2 separate regions of the Zea mays genome follow, and region 1 is linked to region 2. A link is a contact called in public Hi-C data. All regions are on one chromosome and are shown on one strand. The core of a region is the stretch at or near the end of the contact, and the rest is flanking DNA. Distances in the headings are between cores, read along the strand shown. Region 1 holds the start of LOC100282511 (ATP binding protein). Region 2 holds the start of LOC100857067 (NAC transcription factor).

Evidence for each region. Hi-C and Micro-C count contacts between places; a contact is called where the count stands out from the background.
Region 1: a Hi-C map of leaf shows a contact between it and region 2, with 6 times the contacts expected there. The contact joins the promoter of LOC100282511 here to the promoter of LOC100857067 in region 2. A contact is called at or near these places in 9 of 25 Hi-C or Micro-C datasets (bundle sheath, ear, endosperm and 2 more).

Annotation. Positions count from the first base shown.
Region 1 is chr9:118,564,709-118,572,632 of Zm-B73-REFERENCE-NAM-5.0, reverse strand. It overlaps LOC100282511 (ATP binding protein), which reads left to right and starts at 2,934. Exons shown (of 10, transcript NM_001155420.2): 1 at 2,934-3,143; 2 at 3,250-3,506; 3 at 3,588-3,723; 4 at 4,015-4,148; 5 at 4,384-4,489; 6 at 4,827-4,912; 7 at 5,179-5,367; 8 at 5,456-5,614; 9 at 6,167-6,280; 10 at 6,524-7,222. The coding sequence starts at 3,059. The coding sequence ends at 6,775.
Region 2 is chr9:118,432,972-118,440,853 of Zm-B73-REFERENCE-NAM-5.0, reverse strand. LOC100857067 (NAC transcription factor) reads left to right here and starts at 2,973. Exons shown (of 5, transcript NM_001371429.1): 1 at 2,973-3,621; 2 at 4,160-4,435; 3 at 4,544-4,762; 4 at 4,837-5,114; 5 at 5,231-5,851. The coding sequence starts at 3,541. The coding sequence ends at 5,324.

The DNA of each region.
Region 1 (7,924 bases), core at 1,685-4,184, 130 kb before region 2:
CGACGTTTGAGACGCGTGTGGTCCCGGCATGCCATCTCATGGAGGCGATCGCCATTCTGCCCGCATGCTGCTGCCGCCCGCCGCTGCTGCGGTGCTGCCGGCTCGCGCTCGTGCGCTGTGTGCTCCGTTGCAGCCTTGCAGGCCTTGCAGGTTTTGCTTGCAGCTTTGCAACTCCCCCAGTAAAAAAGAAGGGCACCGGTCAGGAGACTCAGGACTCAGGATTGTTCTCAAAACGATTGTGTTCGGCAAGGATCAAAACAAGGAATTTATATGACTGTATGATTTAAAAGAATGAATTAGTTCGTCATATATATTTACTTCTTATTTTTAATAGAATATGTTGATGTATTGCCATCCTATTCCTCACAAACTAACAATACTAATAATTAGCACCCATTTACTTTAAATCATAAGTTATTCTAACTTTTTTAAATAGTCAAAACATCTTAAGTTTGACTAAATCTGTATAATATAATAATTATTATATGTTACTAAATAAGTATCTTTAGATTATATAATAAAATAACGATATTTATGATATTAAATAAATATAACTAGATTCGGTATTAATTATGTTTTTATAGTATGCTTATTTAGCATCACAAATCCTCATGATTTTCTCTATAGTTTTGGTGAGTTTTAGATGTTTTGACTTTTGACTCTTAAAGAAAATAGAATAATTTATAATTTAGGATATATAAAATATTATTACAAAAATAAAACCAACCTTCTCGAAGTTTGTCAACATTATTTTTTGACTCTTAAATTCGTACCAAACTCGTTGCATGTCGGAACATGAGCCCAAAAGAGGCACGCCAATGCCGTGCGTTCCATTGGTCTTGGTCTCCTTGCTCATTGCTCTCCCACTCCCTGATCCGAAGGTAACGCGAGTAGATCGTGTATAGTGGAAAAAATATTTTAGTATAAGATAGACAGTTTATAAAGTAGAATTTAAAATAAAAGATAAAAAAGAATAAACAGTTAGAGATAGACTAAACACTACTATATTTTATCCATCGTATAATTTTTTATTGGTGAACCTTTTTAATTTTAATTAAGTTTACAAAAAAATATTAACAATCTATATATCTTTAAATAAATGTAGTTTAAAAACAGAATCAATTGTCCATCTGAGAATCTTAATTATGTACTCTAGTTTTTAATATCCTTTTTTCTGTATTTTAGTTGTCTAAATTTAATATGATTGCAGATAACAAACTAATATAATACAAGTACATCAATATTTTTAGGATTTTATTATTTATCTTTATATTATGATCTATTACTTTTGTTTTTATCTAACTATAAAAATAATTGTTATTTTTTTTGCCAACACGGATCAGAGTCGTTGGGTTTGTGATTTTATCTAACAGATTTCTAACTAACCGCAAGTTATATATTATGTCTTACATAAATCAGAACGAATCAAAGCTATATAAAATACAGTATGTAACAACCTTCGTCCGTGAGAAAGCTAAAAATTCAAACACCAAGTTTTATGGAGTCCCATATTAATATTGTATTATATATTTAATTAAAAACAAATATATTTAATTTTAGGAGTCGAGATAAGGCTATCTCTAGCAGATATTTTATCCCATTTCTATGGCACCCGCTATTTTAAGCTTTACTCTGCGAATATTGTCAAACAGTGTCGTCTACAGTTTCACATTCGCTATTTTACACTACCTATTAGAGATAGTCGAAGGCTCACACGGTCACACCCACGCTCACACCCCCTTGCGAGCGCGTACGTTTGGTGACCGATGTCCTGCAACGGGGCATAGTCATGTTTAGTTGCATGTTTAGGTGCCAAAAAATCCCATGTATTTTCCGCCACACCTTTGTAAGGTTAGGCAATTAAATTATGTAGACACGTTTAAGGAAATTTTACCACACTTTATGCCACATTGACGAGCGGGGTCTATATAGGAGGAGAAAATTTTCGTCCCAATTGTGGTTACAAAACAAACACACACCTAACTCGATTAAACATATCTAATCTTAGATGTGACAAACTGTGGCAGGCGAGTCAGCGAACCAAACATGTCCTTTCGTTAATAAATACATTAATTGTGAAATTAATTTTTAAATTCAATTACGTGATAACAATATATATTATTGTACTATAAATATTGTAGTATTTTTAAAACTTTAAAACCTAATATAAACAGTCAAATAGTTCATTTGAAAATCAAAAGAGGAGCTAAGGAATGATTGGAGAAAAAGTGAGTGAAGAGTATTTGAGGAGGTATTTAAATATGAATGGAAAGCATGAATTTAAGATTTAAGGTGCGTGGATGGGGTGGGGACGGGAGCCACCCTCCACGTTTTTTATGGGAAACTGTTCATTTCAGTCAGACGAAATGACACACCACCTTAAATTGTACGAAATTTATTTAGAAAAGTAATAGTAATGGCACAAGATTTTTTAGAGGTATTTAGGACGTGTTTGGTGTGGCGCCTAAGCCGCCACATCGTGCCACACTTTTAAGCCACAAGTGTGGCGGCCAACCTTCCACGTTTTTTATGGGAAACCGTTCATTTCAGTCAGACGAAATGACACACCACCTTAAATTGTACGAAATTTATTTAGAAAAGTAATAGTAATGGCACGAGATTTTTTAGAGATATTTAAGGCGTGTTTGGGGCGGCGCCGCCACACCGCGCCACACTTTTAAGCCACAAGTGTGAACACTTGTGGCTTAAAAGTGTGGCATGTGACGGCTTAGGCGCCACACCAAACACACCCTTAGTTTTATTTTTATAAAAACGAAAGAAAGCCGGAGGTGGGGAGGCTTGGTGTTGCGGGCGCACCTACCTACCGGATCCCCACCCGGCAACCCCTGTGTACTGCCGCGCTTCTCTCGGTGCCCTGCCTCGTGCCTCCTACTCCCACCTTCATCAGGAGCTCAGTCTGCGGCTGCTGCTCCATTCCACACTACCCCGCGCTGGACTGGAGTCGAGTTGAGCTCACGCTCTCGCACACTCGCACTCCCATTCCCACTGGCCAGATTGATCTTGCTTCGCTAATCATCCTAGATCTCCATTCCCGCCCATGGGATGCTTCCAGTCGAAGGTGGCGGGGCCCCTGCCGCCCAACGACGCCGCCGCTCTCCCCGCCGACAAGCCTGCAGATCCTGGTAAGCGTCACGCCCCCGCCGCCGCCGCTTAAACCCTAACCCCGCCGAATCCATCTAATCCGCGGCGCGTGCTTGCGTCTGGCTGCTGTGTCCAATCGGATGGCAGAGGCGGCGAATGGCGGCGCCGACGGGGAAGGCGACGGTGACGACAAGGAGGCTGTGAAGCGCGCGGTGCCGGTGTTCAGGGAGTTTGCTCTGGCCGAGCTGCGCGCCGCCACCAAGGGATTCAGCGCCGACCTCATCGTCTCCGAGAGCGGCGAGAAGGCGCCCAACGCCGTCTACCGCGGCCGCCTCGACGGCGGGCGGCTCATCGCCGTCAAGCGCTTCTCGCGCCTCTCCTGGCCTGACCCGCAGCAGTTCCTCGTATGATTTGCGTTGCTTGCTTCGTCTGGTTTCCTCCCAGCTTGGATCTCGCAATGTGATGCAGTGTTGCTGCTGTTGCAGGCGGAGGCGGCGGGCGTTGGGAAGGTGCGGCACAAGCGCCTCGTCAACCTCATTGGCTGCTGCGCCGAGGGTGACGAGAGGCTGCTTGTCGCCGAGTACATGCCCAACGACACCCTGTCCAAGCATCTCTTCCACTGTACGTGCTCTCCACCTGCTAGGGATACTCCAGCATTTTTCTGTTATATACGGGCCTCGCGGGCTGGAGTTGTGTCGTCTACGGCTACGGTGACCGTGGGCGCATCACACCAACCCTGAATCTCAATCTCCTCTGCATTAACACAATGACTTAATGCGCCTTATGTCCTTCACCATTGCTGCATTTGACCTACACAGATCTTGCAAAAGTGTGGTTTGCCCGGACTAGGTGGGTGTGTCCTGTCCACCTTGTCTCCCTTGATTGACTCTGCTCTGCACTGCCTTTTTTCAGGGGATAAGCAGCCGTTACCATGGGAAATGAGGCTGAGGGTTGCATATTTCATTGCGCAAGCTCTCGACCATTGCAATGCTGAGAACAGGAAAATCTATCATGATTTGAATGCTTATAGGGTACTTTTTGATGAGGTACACAACAGGTTTGCTGACACCTCCTAGTTTTTACTACATTTTTTTTCTGCTGGCTTTTCCATTGTAACTACATTTTCTTCTGTGAAAATATTTTTTTTATCTGTAAGGTTTATGTTGGAATATTTTACTGTCATATGAAGTTGCCAATGTGATTTTTCACCTGTTATAATTGATTATCTTAGCTGCCTAAAGAATACCTCACCTGTTGTAATCAATTTCTATTCCCTATCAGGAAGGTGATCCCCGCTTGTCAAGTTTTGGATTAATGAAGAACAGCCGTGATGGGAAAAGTTATAGCACTAACCTGGCTTACACTCCACCAGAGTTTCTACGAACTGGTAAGACCCCCTTGGTGTTTACTGGTTACTATTACATTCTTGATTTGCCAATACCCTTGTTCGCACCCTGGTGTAGATCATTTGAGCTAATTATAAGCCTAATCAGTAAAAGCTAGATGAAGCTATAAGCTTTTGTGAGCTATTATGCCTCGTGAGAGTACAATTTTAAAACTTCTTGTTTCCTGATTGTTGTTGAATACATACTTTAGGTCATGGTAAATTCTTTGCAGGTTTATCGTCTATTGTTTTGTTCAAGTTTACAATACACTATTCACAGTAATACTGTTTACAATATGCTATTTTGGACTGCGCTGAATAATTTGTGCTTGCATTACAGGCAGAGTAATTCCGGAGAGTGTGATCTATAGCTATGGAACTGTCCTGTTGGATCTTTTGAGCGGAAAACACATTCCTCCTAGTCATGTATGCTTCCTTGCTTTTTTTCAAGAAGAATATGTTTCTGGAATATCTCTTAGCAATTTCCTTGCATCACACTGCCTTTTGGTACAATGTTTGTGATGATGGACTGCTGTGTGCATTGAACCATGAATTTGAACTGACAGCTGTTGCTCGGTGCTTCATTTTTCTAACATATGATGACCGCAGCATCATTAAACAGCTCTAGGTGTTTATTGCTATATGTCAGGATTTATTATGACAATGAGTTACCTTTTTTTGTGGAATTCTAGGCCCTAGATTTAATAAGGGGAAAGAATATACTGTTGCTGATGGATTCCTCCTTAGAAGGGCAGTATGCTAATGAAGATGCTTCGAAATTGGTTGATCTTGCATCAAAGTGTCTGCAATTTGAATCTAGGGATAGACCGAACATAAAGTATCTTCTGTCTTCTGTTGGTCCTCTTCAGAATCAAAAGGAGGTGACTAGCTGCAACACCTTTTTCCTGTTGTTCACCCCCCTTCATTGCTTCTAGTGACATCATCTATTCCTGTGATGAATTCATGCAGGTTGCATCACATGTGTTCATGGGTATTACAAAAGCCACATCAGTACTGCCAACCATTTGTTCTCCACTCAGAAAGGCCTGCACTGGTATGGATCTTTCAGCGGTGCATGATATTTTGCTCAAAACAGGTTATAAAGATGATGAGGGTGCAGAAAACGAGGTAACTAATAGTCAAATTTACATCTGACTTGTGCCATCGATTTGTGATCAATTTTCCTCAGTCCCCTCTTCCGTTTTGATTCATTTTTCCACTTGACTCAATTGATAACTTTTTCATAAAGGTTTATTTGTTGATTGTTTTCTTGTCGTAACTCTGTGTTCTTTCCACTCCGACCCTTTCATCATTGCATGGTTAGAAAAAATAAGAAACACCGCGGGTCAATTAGAATGTGAAATGTGTACATGTGACGTTTTCTCTTGGCTATGCACAGAAGTGGACTTATATAAATTGCAGCATGACTTGTTTAATCTGAAAGGCAAATAATTTTGCATGGATAACCACACATTTTATCAGTATTTAATTCAGAAGATTGTAATGCCGACTGGACTTTGGACTTGTCTTCACATATCATTTTGTGAGCAAAAATCTGATGTATGCTTTCAAATGTTTTTATTTGTGTCTGCACTTGCTCAAGTATTTTTAAATTATCAAGTCCTACTTGTTTTTTTAAGATGAGTCTATTTCGTCTGGTGCATGTTTTAAAAACTGAAGCTATCCTTTCAAGAATGGACCCAGCAAGTGCAAGAGATGCTGAACACAAAGAAGTTTGGTGACATTGCATTTAGAGACAAGGATTTTAAGACTGCAATTGACTACTACTCCAAGGTATCAACATCCCTGTTCTCCATTCATGCGTAATTATGGTAGGAAACTTATCACAGAGAGTCATCCGATGTAACTGTCAAACTGGTCACAAGTCAAAGCGGTTGGGCCCTTGCCCTGTTAGGCTGTTAGCTCAAGTACTTGGCAACACATGCTACACAATTTTACTTCCTTACTCTTGATCAAGACACCCCCAAAACATTGTATTTGTAGCTTATATGACAGAGCCTGTTTGCTCTAATGCAGCTAGTTGCGATGATGTCGACGCCTTCAGCTACGGTTTTTGTCAGGCGCAGTTTTTCCTACTTGATGAATGGGCAAGCAGAGCTCGCTCTACGGGACGCAATGCAAGCCCAGGTCTGCATGCCCGAGTGGCCTACGGCCTTCTACCTCCAGGCCCTGGCTCTTTCAAAGCTCGGCATGGAAACCGATGCCCAGGACATGCTCAACGATGGCGCCACGTTTGAGGCCAAGAAGCAGAACGGCTGGCGCAGTTAGGAGCCGACGACGAACAAAGTCTCTCTTCCAACGACTCCGTGCCGTTGCCCTTTGAGAGAAGAAGGTACAATGGCGAGTCTCCTCCAAATCAGTTCACTGGGACACGCCTGTTGCACTACTAGTAGTGGGATTGAAACGCACTGTTTTATCGTGCAATCTCCTCTCGAATGTCGGTAACGAGTGATGATCATGATCAGGGGTGGAAAAATAGGTCAGGGCCTTTGAACGCATAGCGTACTCTTCCGTGGGTTGCGCTTTGTGTTGCTGGCGATGGTGGCAGGATCTGCCTGATTGTTGCAACTGCAGTTGTAATTAAAGGGATGCTTTCTAACACCTTCTGGTTTTACGTGGAATCTTTGGGCCCCAGAGCACATGAGCGGTGTGCAAAAAGCCGAGTTCATTGTGATTAGCTACGAAGAATAAACTAGAGCCGTCGGGATTCCATTCGATTCAGCCATATTTATATGCGGTGTTATCTTTTTTTCCCTTTTTTTATGATCAATTCTGTTTGTTTCTTGAATCTTGATCGGCCGAGTCGATTCAGACAGCCAGTTGCACATCCACCGATTTGGTTTCAAAGCAGCAGGTTAGGTTAGAGTAGCTAAGCTATTTGAGTTGTATTGCTAATAATTAGCTAGACCATTAGCTGGCCCGTTCTAATTCTCTCTAGTTTTAGCGGTTAACTATTGGTTTGAGGTTTGCTAATTGTCGTAAAGAACTTGCACAACTGTCTGTTGGGAGCTTATGTGGTGTGTAATTTTATTTTGTGTTGTTAGATTATTGTAATGTTTAAGTGTTATGGCTCTTGTTCTCGTCCATGTAACTCTTTTTTTATATATATTATATATGTAATACTCAATCTATTCTTTTAGGCTTGGGTTTTCATTGTTCAACGTGGTATCAAGCCAGTAACCTCTCCCTCCCTTTCTCTCTATAGTGCCGCCATCGCCTGGTAAGCTTCCTGATGTTGTCGTTTGGCCTCCTCGTAGCCCATGCGGGTGCCATGGTAGGCGCTCCTCCACTCCATCCCCTCGCCTCCCTCTCATTGCTAGACGACTGTTGGCGTCAATGCTCCTCCATCTCCTTCCGTTCTCACGGTCGGTGTGGGTCTGCACGGCCTCGACCCGCCGCCCTCCTAGCTAGTCGCAG
Region 2 (7,882 bases), core at 1,724-4,223:
GGAAACAGCTTGATACCTTCACCGTAAGGGGACACACGAGTGGTGATGTGGAGAACCTTAGTAGGGATCCTGACAGGCCCCTTAACCCTCAAATGCTTGTCCTTGGCTCCCTTTACCAAATCCGCACAATCTGAAATGTACCAGAAATCGCACAAATTTGTCACTTCAATAATTCATTGAAAATAACTCTGCAACGACAGTCCAATACTATGGTGTAGCCATCCAACTGGGCAATACAAATCCGTCATACGCAATCATGCATGCCATCCACCTCTGCATGAGCCGCAGACTCGTGAACGACAAGCCTTAATCACAGTCACACCTACAGTCTAAAATAAGTGCTCAACCAACCAACCCACATTGCTCCTATGTCGTGCTATATCAATGCATTGGACCATTTTACAATTTAGTTTAAAATATTTTCAAATGATAAAAGGTTTTGATGGAGCCAGCTGTATTGAACCGTACAAGAGTTGCATTGGACAAGAAAAACATGATGCCTATGTAAGTTATATTATAAACAATAGTTAACACAAGATTTCGCTATCAAATTTATGAACGTTATTTAGTCGTATGTTGAATATAGCTTCAGGTTGTTCGACGACTATAGTGATGAAGATTTTTATGGGCTACAACGGAAGTATAGTATTGTCGCTCGAGTTGAAGTTAAATTCCCGATTGGCTTAAAAGGGTATTTTCTCAACACTATGTTCTCAACAGTTTAAATTTTTTCTATGATAACCATTGTATATAATATAGTTAGCCAAACATTATTCTGTAGGGTTAATATCAACTACTTCGTTCTATAAGTTATGGTCATGTGGGGGAGTGCTAGACGAATGGAATTTGATAGGGTGAGTGGAGTACGTTTGTTTCATGTTAAAACATATATTTCAGTTACATAATATAAATTTTTGATGTTTTGTTCTCTTATGTCTTTGTGTGTAGGATGCAAAGATTCTTCGAAGGAACTTTGTAATTGATCTATTAAGTTACGAGGACAATTCATGCCGCTATGCCATCCCGCCAAACATACAACAACGACTTATCAATATCGCTAAAAAAGATTAGATTAATGTACGGTTGTCGATATATTTGCCTATTATTAAAAATTGTAAGACATCACATTTTTAATTGATGTTGCATCAATAAACAGGTTGATGTAGACCAATATGGTTTGTGTGTGGTTTACATGTTTTAAATATAAATATATGTGAGCAGCTAGCACATCTAAATGTCAAACAAATCCCTTTTGATCTTTGAGCTTACAAGTTTCTTCGATAAAAAAGTAATTTGATTACCAAGCAACTACTATAACTTTATGTATGCCAGACCTCTGAACTGAATGTTGTTTAAGTCTTTTGTGTGCATTGAGATATTAAGTTTATACAATTTGTATGCCTATATTCTACTATACTTGATTACATGTTCATGTCATACATCTTAGGACCTGGCAATCTATTTTGACCTGTATTGCTCTTCTTGTTTATAGGCACATGATGTTTCGGCGATTTTGAATTTTAGTGAGAATTGTACACCAGAATTTTTGACGCCTTACCTGGACAGAATCGTGAATAAATTACTTGTTATTCTTCATGTACGCAATTACTTGTGTTGAATTAGGTTTCAGGTTGCTTCAAATATATTTGTTATCATGGTTAGTAAACAATGCTAACTGCTCATGTTCATATTCTAGAATGGCAAGCAAATGGTGCACGGGGGAGCATTGACAGCTCTAGCGTCAGTAGCAGATTCATCACATGCGTTGTTCACTTGGGAGTTTTATGCATAGTGGATCTCTGTTATTGTGCATCATGGCCTCATGGGGTTGTCGTATTGTTGTAGCGCTTTCTAACTTACTCGTAATAACAACTTTATATATCATTTACATTGTTTTTTTGTTTGTCTATCTGATCATAAGTTTGTAGCAATAACATTTTTGTTTGTCCATTTACGTGGGGCAGCAGGCTGCTGCGCTCTTGGGAGAGCAGCCCGTCTACCACGTCGTACAATGTTCCATTGGCTGCGGGGCCGTCATGCCCCCAGTGGCGCTGCCCGGCAAGGAGGTTGGGTATTTGGGGGATTATCGGCCAAACATCATGGCTCCCGACGAAGCAGGGGCTACGACCAGCACGCTGGACGTTGCTGGGGGGCCGCCTGATGCTGGCGGCGGCTGCTGCCTGGAGGCAGCGGCAGAGCTCATGATCGTCGAGACCTTTGATACCAGATTGGTAGGAGCTGCGTTCTCTATGCTGATGATATGTTTCCGTTGCAACGCACGGGCACCCACCTATACATATATATGTCACCATTCTTTTTAAAAAGGTCCTCCAAGTCATTGCGTCAGCACTTCAGTCGCATATATAACCCATGACGTTAGAACCATTGATAGCGTTTGGTTTCCAAAGCTATATAGTTGGAAATAGAGCGGATCCATCCCTGACGGCGAGAAACTTGAATAGATTACGACAAAGGCGCAGGAGCGGTACACACACAGCAGCACATGACATTGCACACCGCACGCGTGCTTTCTCCTTTCATGTGACCTGGCGTCCTGCTTCGGCTTCCTAGTCGGCGATTCAGAACACTGCCTTCAACGTCTGAATGAATGAATTGGAAATGAAACACCAAGGCACGTGCTGCTGAGCACGTTGCCTGCACTGCTGGATGCACGCACACGTACGACACGAGGGCTTGACACGTTGCGTGCGTTGGTTAGCTAACCGAATCCCAGCCAGCGGTTTTGCCGCCATAAACGTGTGAAACAGGAGGCGTACGTCTGCTGCTTGGCGGCGCGACAACAACGACGACGAGGACGACGACAAGGGCGAAGTTTGGAATTGCTTCGCTCGGACGACCGTCGCCCTCGCTTTCCATTTCCAGTTTCCGACCTCCGTGTCCGTGTCCGTGTCTATATAAACGGCATCGCCCCGCGGCTTCTCACCCCCCTCCTCCTCCTTTCTCCCTCTCCTCGCCTCCTCTTCAACTTGAAGCAGCATCGTCAACCCTCAACAGCCCTTAATCTGGCTGGCTGGTAGCTTAATCTAGCTAGCTAGGCGGTGAACCTGATAATGTTCTTGGACTCCGGCAGCTTCTTCTTCAAGTTCAACACCGCCCCCGCGCAAGCGCTTCTCCTCCTCCACAGTAGGAAGAGCTTCTATTTCTGGATCTTCCACGTCTTCAACAGACACCCCCTCCTCCTGCTCCATTGCCATTAATCCAAACAATCGCCGCTAGCTAGCTAGCTCTAGTACTGTCGTCTACGCACACCAGCTGCTCCTAATCACCTGCCTGAAATATTTACCTGGCAGTTGACATTATATTCCAGGTCCGTTATTAGTGTTGGCCTGTTGGGTCGTCGTCGGCGGCAGCATTATTATGTTTGCTGCTGCTGCGGCCGCCGCCGCTTCTTCTTCCTCCTCTTCCTGTCCGTGATCGCGTCCCACATATAAGTACTCATCTTTCAGCTCTTTCTTACCATCCATATCCTGGCTAGCTGTTGCTGCCTGAACCAAAACACACACACACACAAAACACGCAATGGGCGCCATGACTCTGCCGCCCGGCTTCCGCTTCCACCCGACCGACGACGAGCTCGTGGGCTACTACCTCAAGAGGAAGGTGGACAACCTCAAGATCGATCTCGAGGTCATCCCCGTCGTCCATCTCTACAAATCCGAGCCATGGGAGCTACCAGGTGTGTCCTGTTGTTGATCTCGTTCCCAGAAACAAGCTAGTGAAAACACGAGATGCATGGTTGAAATGAACACAAAGGAACATGTTCGACGAATGTCACTTGGATTGAATCAGCTAGCACTAGCAGAATAGAAAGTAAAAAAGACCACCTCTCTCCCGGGCATCTGCCCCTTTTTTCTCTAGGCCGGTTTCAGATAAGAGTCGCCTTTTCAAAAGAAAGAAGCATGTTGCTCAGAGCAGAAAAAACGATACTCCTATATATATAAAAAAAGTGTTTTTTAATAAAGCTTCCTTTTTATCGAAAAAGGAAAATGATACTCCTATATATAAAAATGAGAGGACAATTATACTAGTTTTTACTCAAAGTTTGTACTGTGCGGTAGCAATTGATTACTGTAATTTGTATTACATTTACATGGATGATATATAATTATATTGCCGCCGCGTGTGCGTGCGTGCAGAGAAGTCGCTTCTGCCGAGGCGTGACCTGGAGTGGTTCTTCTTCTGCCCGCGCGACCGCAAGTACCCGAACGGGTCGCGAACCAACCGCGCCACGTCCACGGGGTACTGGAAGGCCACGGGCAAGGACCGCCGCATCGCCTGCGACGGCGGCGTCTACGGCCTCCGCAAGACGCTCGTCTTCTACCGCGGCCGCGCCCCGGGCGGCGAGCGCACCGCCTGGGTCATGCACGAGTACCGCCTCTGCCAGGACCTCGCCCACGGCACTTGCAACTTCATCGTTACGTCTTGTTTTCTTCTTTTTCTTTTCTTTTCTTCTCTTTTGTTATACATGCATGCATATATATATACCTATAACCGTTACGTTGTGTATCCTTTCGCTCTGCAGGGTGCTTACGCGCTTTGCCGCGTGATCAAGCGGCACGAGGGCGGGCTGCCGCAGGGCGAGAGCTACGCGAAAGGAGCCGCCGGCAGCGCGAGATCAGGGCAGATGAGCAAGGTCTCCAGCAGCTCGTCCCTCGTCAGCAACGACCAGCTCAGCGCGTCGTTCACCCCTCCTCCTACACTGGACGTGGGCACCATGGCTGGATCCGGCAACGCGTTCCAGGTACCACAAGGATCAAGAACCTCTCCCTAGTATATAGTAGAATGAAATGAATTGCACCTGATACGATTCTGCAGAGCCCCGTTGGGTACGGGTACGGCGTGACGACGACGGCGACGGCGACGGCCACCACTGCGGGGCTGCCGTCGAGCGCACTGGCCACGCCCCTGCTCATCGTGCCGTCTCCCCACGACACGTTTTCCATCGGCGGCGACGGCGACTTCCTCCCCGCCGCGGCCGAGTCGCGCGCGTTCGCACGCGCACCTGTTCGACACCGTGGGAATGGGGATGGGCGGCGTCTCGGAGCAGGAGCTGAAATGGGACAGCTTCGCCTGCCCAAGCACGTTCTCGAGTGGTAGGTGTACTACTCATCCTAGCCTGAAATGAAATCGCCTGTTTGTTGGTTACTCGATCGGTCGTGACCTCGACGGCGGCCCGGCCGGCCGTGCGTGTATGGACGTCTCTCTGCAGGTGCCGACATGGCGGCGGCGAGTCCGGCGACGCTGTGCCGGCAGGCGAGCGACGGCTTCGACGACCTGCTGGCGGCCTTCTTCTTCTCGGATGACAACAGGATCGTCTTCTGAACCCAATGCACAGCACAGGGGTAAATGCTGCTCTGATCAACTCAAGATGTTCATACTGGGAAATAAAAAGTGACCTCTGCTCTCCCAGAAATGGCGATTATATTTTTCACAGCCAGGGAAAGGGAGATACTACGTACTGGGGAGTTCACTCGTGTTGGCTACAGACAGAGTGATGGCATTTTATTTACCGTGCGGTCTTCTCTGTAGCACTGGTGCTGTGTACGACGGCCGTGTGTCACTTCTTCCTGAATTCTCATGCGTGTGTCATTTGCACCACCACCTACTACTAGTTACATGTACTAGCAGTAGTACTTGTGTGATTGACCTGCCCTGTTCTGTATACGACAGAGCTAATGCAGTATTGCCATGCTTTGTAGCCTTACTAACCATTCTTAATTCCATGGCATATCGTGTTAAAGCACACATGCTGTTCCCAATTGCCATGTATCTTGTATCACGCCTAAAAAAAAGGCATGGGATGCATCAGGACAAGCAACGCAAAATAAACTGCCAATTGGCACATGAACTGATCTCCCCACTCCACCCAGTACGCTCACAATTGGAAGAAAAAAAACTTGTGGAAAAGGAGAAACTATATATAAATGCAAGTAGTAAGGTGGTAGAGAATAGATTACAGTGTAATTCAGTATCAACGATTCCCGAAGCAGTGCGCTGTGCCTCGCCGTCGCCGGCCGGCCGGTCAGGAAAGCTGCGAGCTGCTTTCTGAACACTTTGTTATTCCGTATTCATGACACAAAGGGGATTGGGAGAGTTTTTTTTTGTTGAAGAAATTGGAGGGCGGGACGGGGGTGAGAAAATATGAATAAAAGCAGGGAAGGGGGAAAATTGGTCACCGTCCCTCTGCGAATCTGACGGCGAAAAGACACAAAGGGCGGCGAGCAGCCCTCGTCAGCAAGTGATTGCCAATCGCAAGTGGCGCGCTCCCCATTTCATCAGTCTCCGGCTCTCCGCACCAACTTGGAGAAGGAATCCCTGTTGGCTGTTGGTTTTGGCCCCTGTATATTTTCTATCGAGGTCGAGGCCTGACGGTGATGCTGATGCTGATGCCTAGTCTATTCTCTACTACTATATAAGAGGAGAGTGTAGACGTCCACACCCGGATAGTGCACGGTTCTGCCTCCCAGCCTCCCACGTCGGGCCCAATGCGCAGCTCTGCTCCCTCGCCCTCCCAACGCATGCAACCCAGCAGATCCATTTCCTTGCCAAGCAAAACAAATATCTACAACATTACCTAAATCGTTCTCTACCAACGCCATTGAGCCGCTAGCAAGTTAACATTTGGGGCTGCACCAACGCTTATAAGCCGTTCTCTGCCTGTTTCACTAGCCGGTATGGCACTAACCACAATAGTAAAGAAAGCACCACAAACAATGCTGGTGTCCTGGGCTAAAATCTTCATGTGGCCCATATTCCAGCGATGTTTGGTGCGGCCCAGATAGCGAATCGGTACAGTGTGCCCTCGCTTGTCACTTGCTCGTGATGCACCCGCCCGCCTCCGCCGCCGCGACAGTCGCTCCTCGTCCTCATCGCGCGTCTGCCCCATCCTCGACGTCCTCATCGCCACACAGTCGCCTCTGCTTTCCCAGCGTCGATCGTGGTCGCCACCTCTGCCAACAAATGCCTCCATCGCGTCGAGCTCTCCGCGTGGCCACGCCATGAATTCCTCAACTTGCCATGGGTTCGCGCGCGGGAGCTCCTCAACCAACTCCGCCATCCCACCGTTCCCATTGCGATCCGCCAACCTAGCTCGATCCAACGCGTCCCCCTTAAAAGCGGCGGCGCACACCCGTGTCTCCCTCTCGCCCAACCACCCCCGCCCCCGCCCTAGCCCCGAACCCTCCTGGCGTCGGCCCCACGCGTGCAGGCGCGCGACATCCTATCGGGAGGCGAGGGGGCTCCGATAACCATCCGCCTCACCGCCCCCTCCCCGTCGTGATGCTCTCCGCCGACCACCATCTGGCCTTGGAGCACCGCCACCCCGCGTGACATGATCCTCTGCTCCAACCGACCTCAACCAGTGGGTGAGCAACAGATTCTCCCTTCCCCCACATTCCATTTACTAGACCCCGATCCGATCCAACAAGATCTCACGGTGGACACTACCGCGCACGTCAGGTGAGCCATAGATTCTTCCTTCCTCGCGCTCCATTTACTGGACCATTATCCGATCCAGCATCATCTCATGGCAGATTCTCTGGTTATTGGTTTGTTTCATGCAGAACTGGAAGGACGTCAAGGGGTCGCTGTTTGTTGTCAGGAGGTGAGGGTTTGTGTTGGGGTTTTTTTGGCTTGCACTCCTATGCGGTCTGGTTCTGTAATAAATGTGCTCGATTGGTCCAGGAACTCTGGGTCCCGCTTCCAGTTCATTGTCATGAATACGCGCAACACTGTTGCATCGGCAATCACTAATCGGATCGGTCACCCGTGGTGCCCAGACAGGGATCCAAATCACCACGCATATTGTCAAACTGCTATTATTATTTCTTAAGGTGGCGAATGGATGGAAGGAGAAGATAGC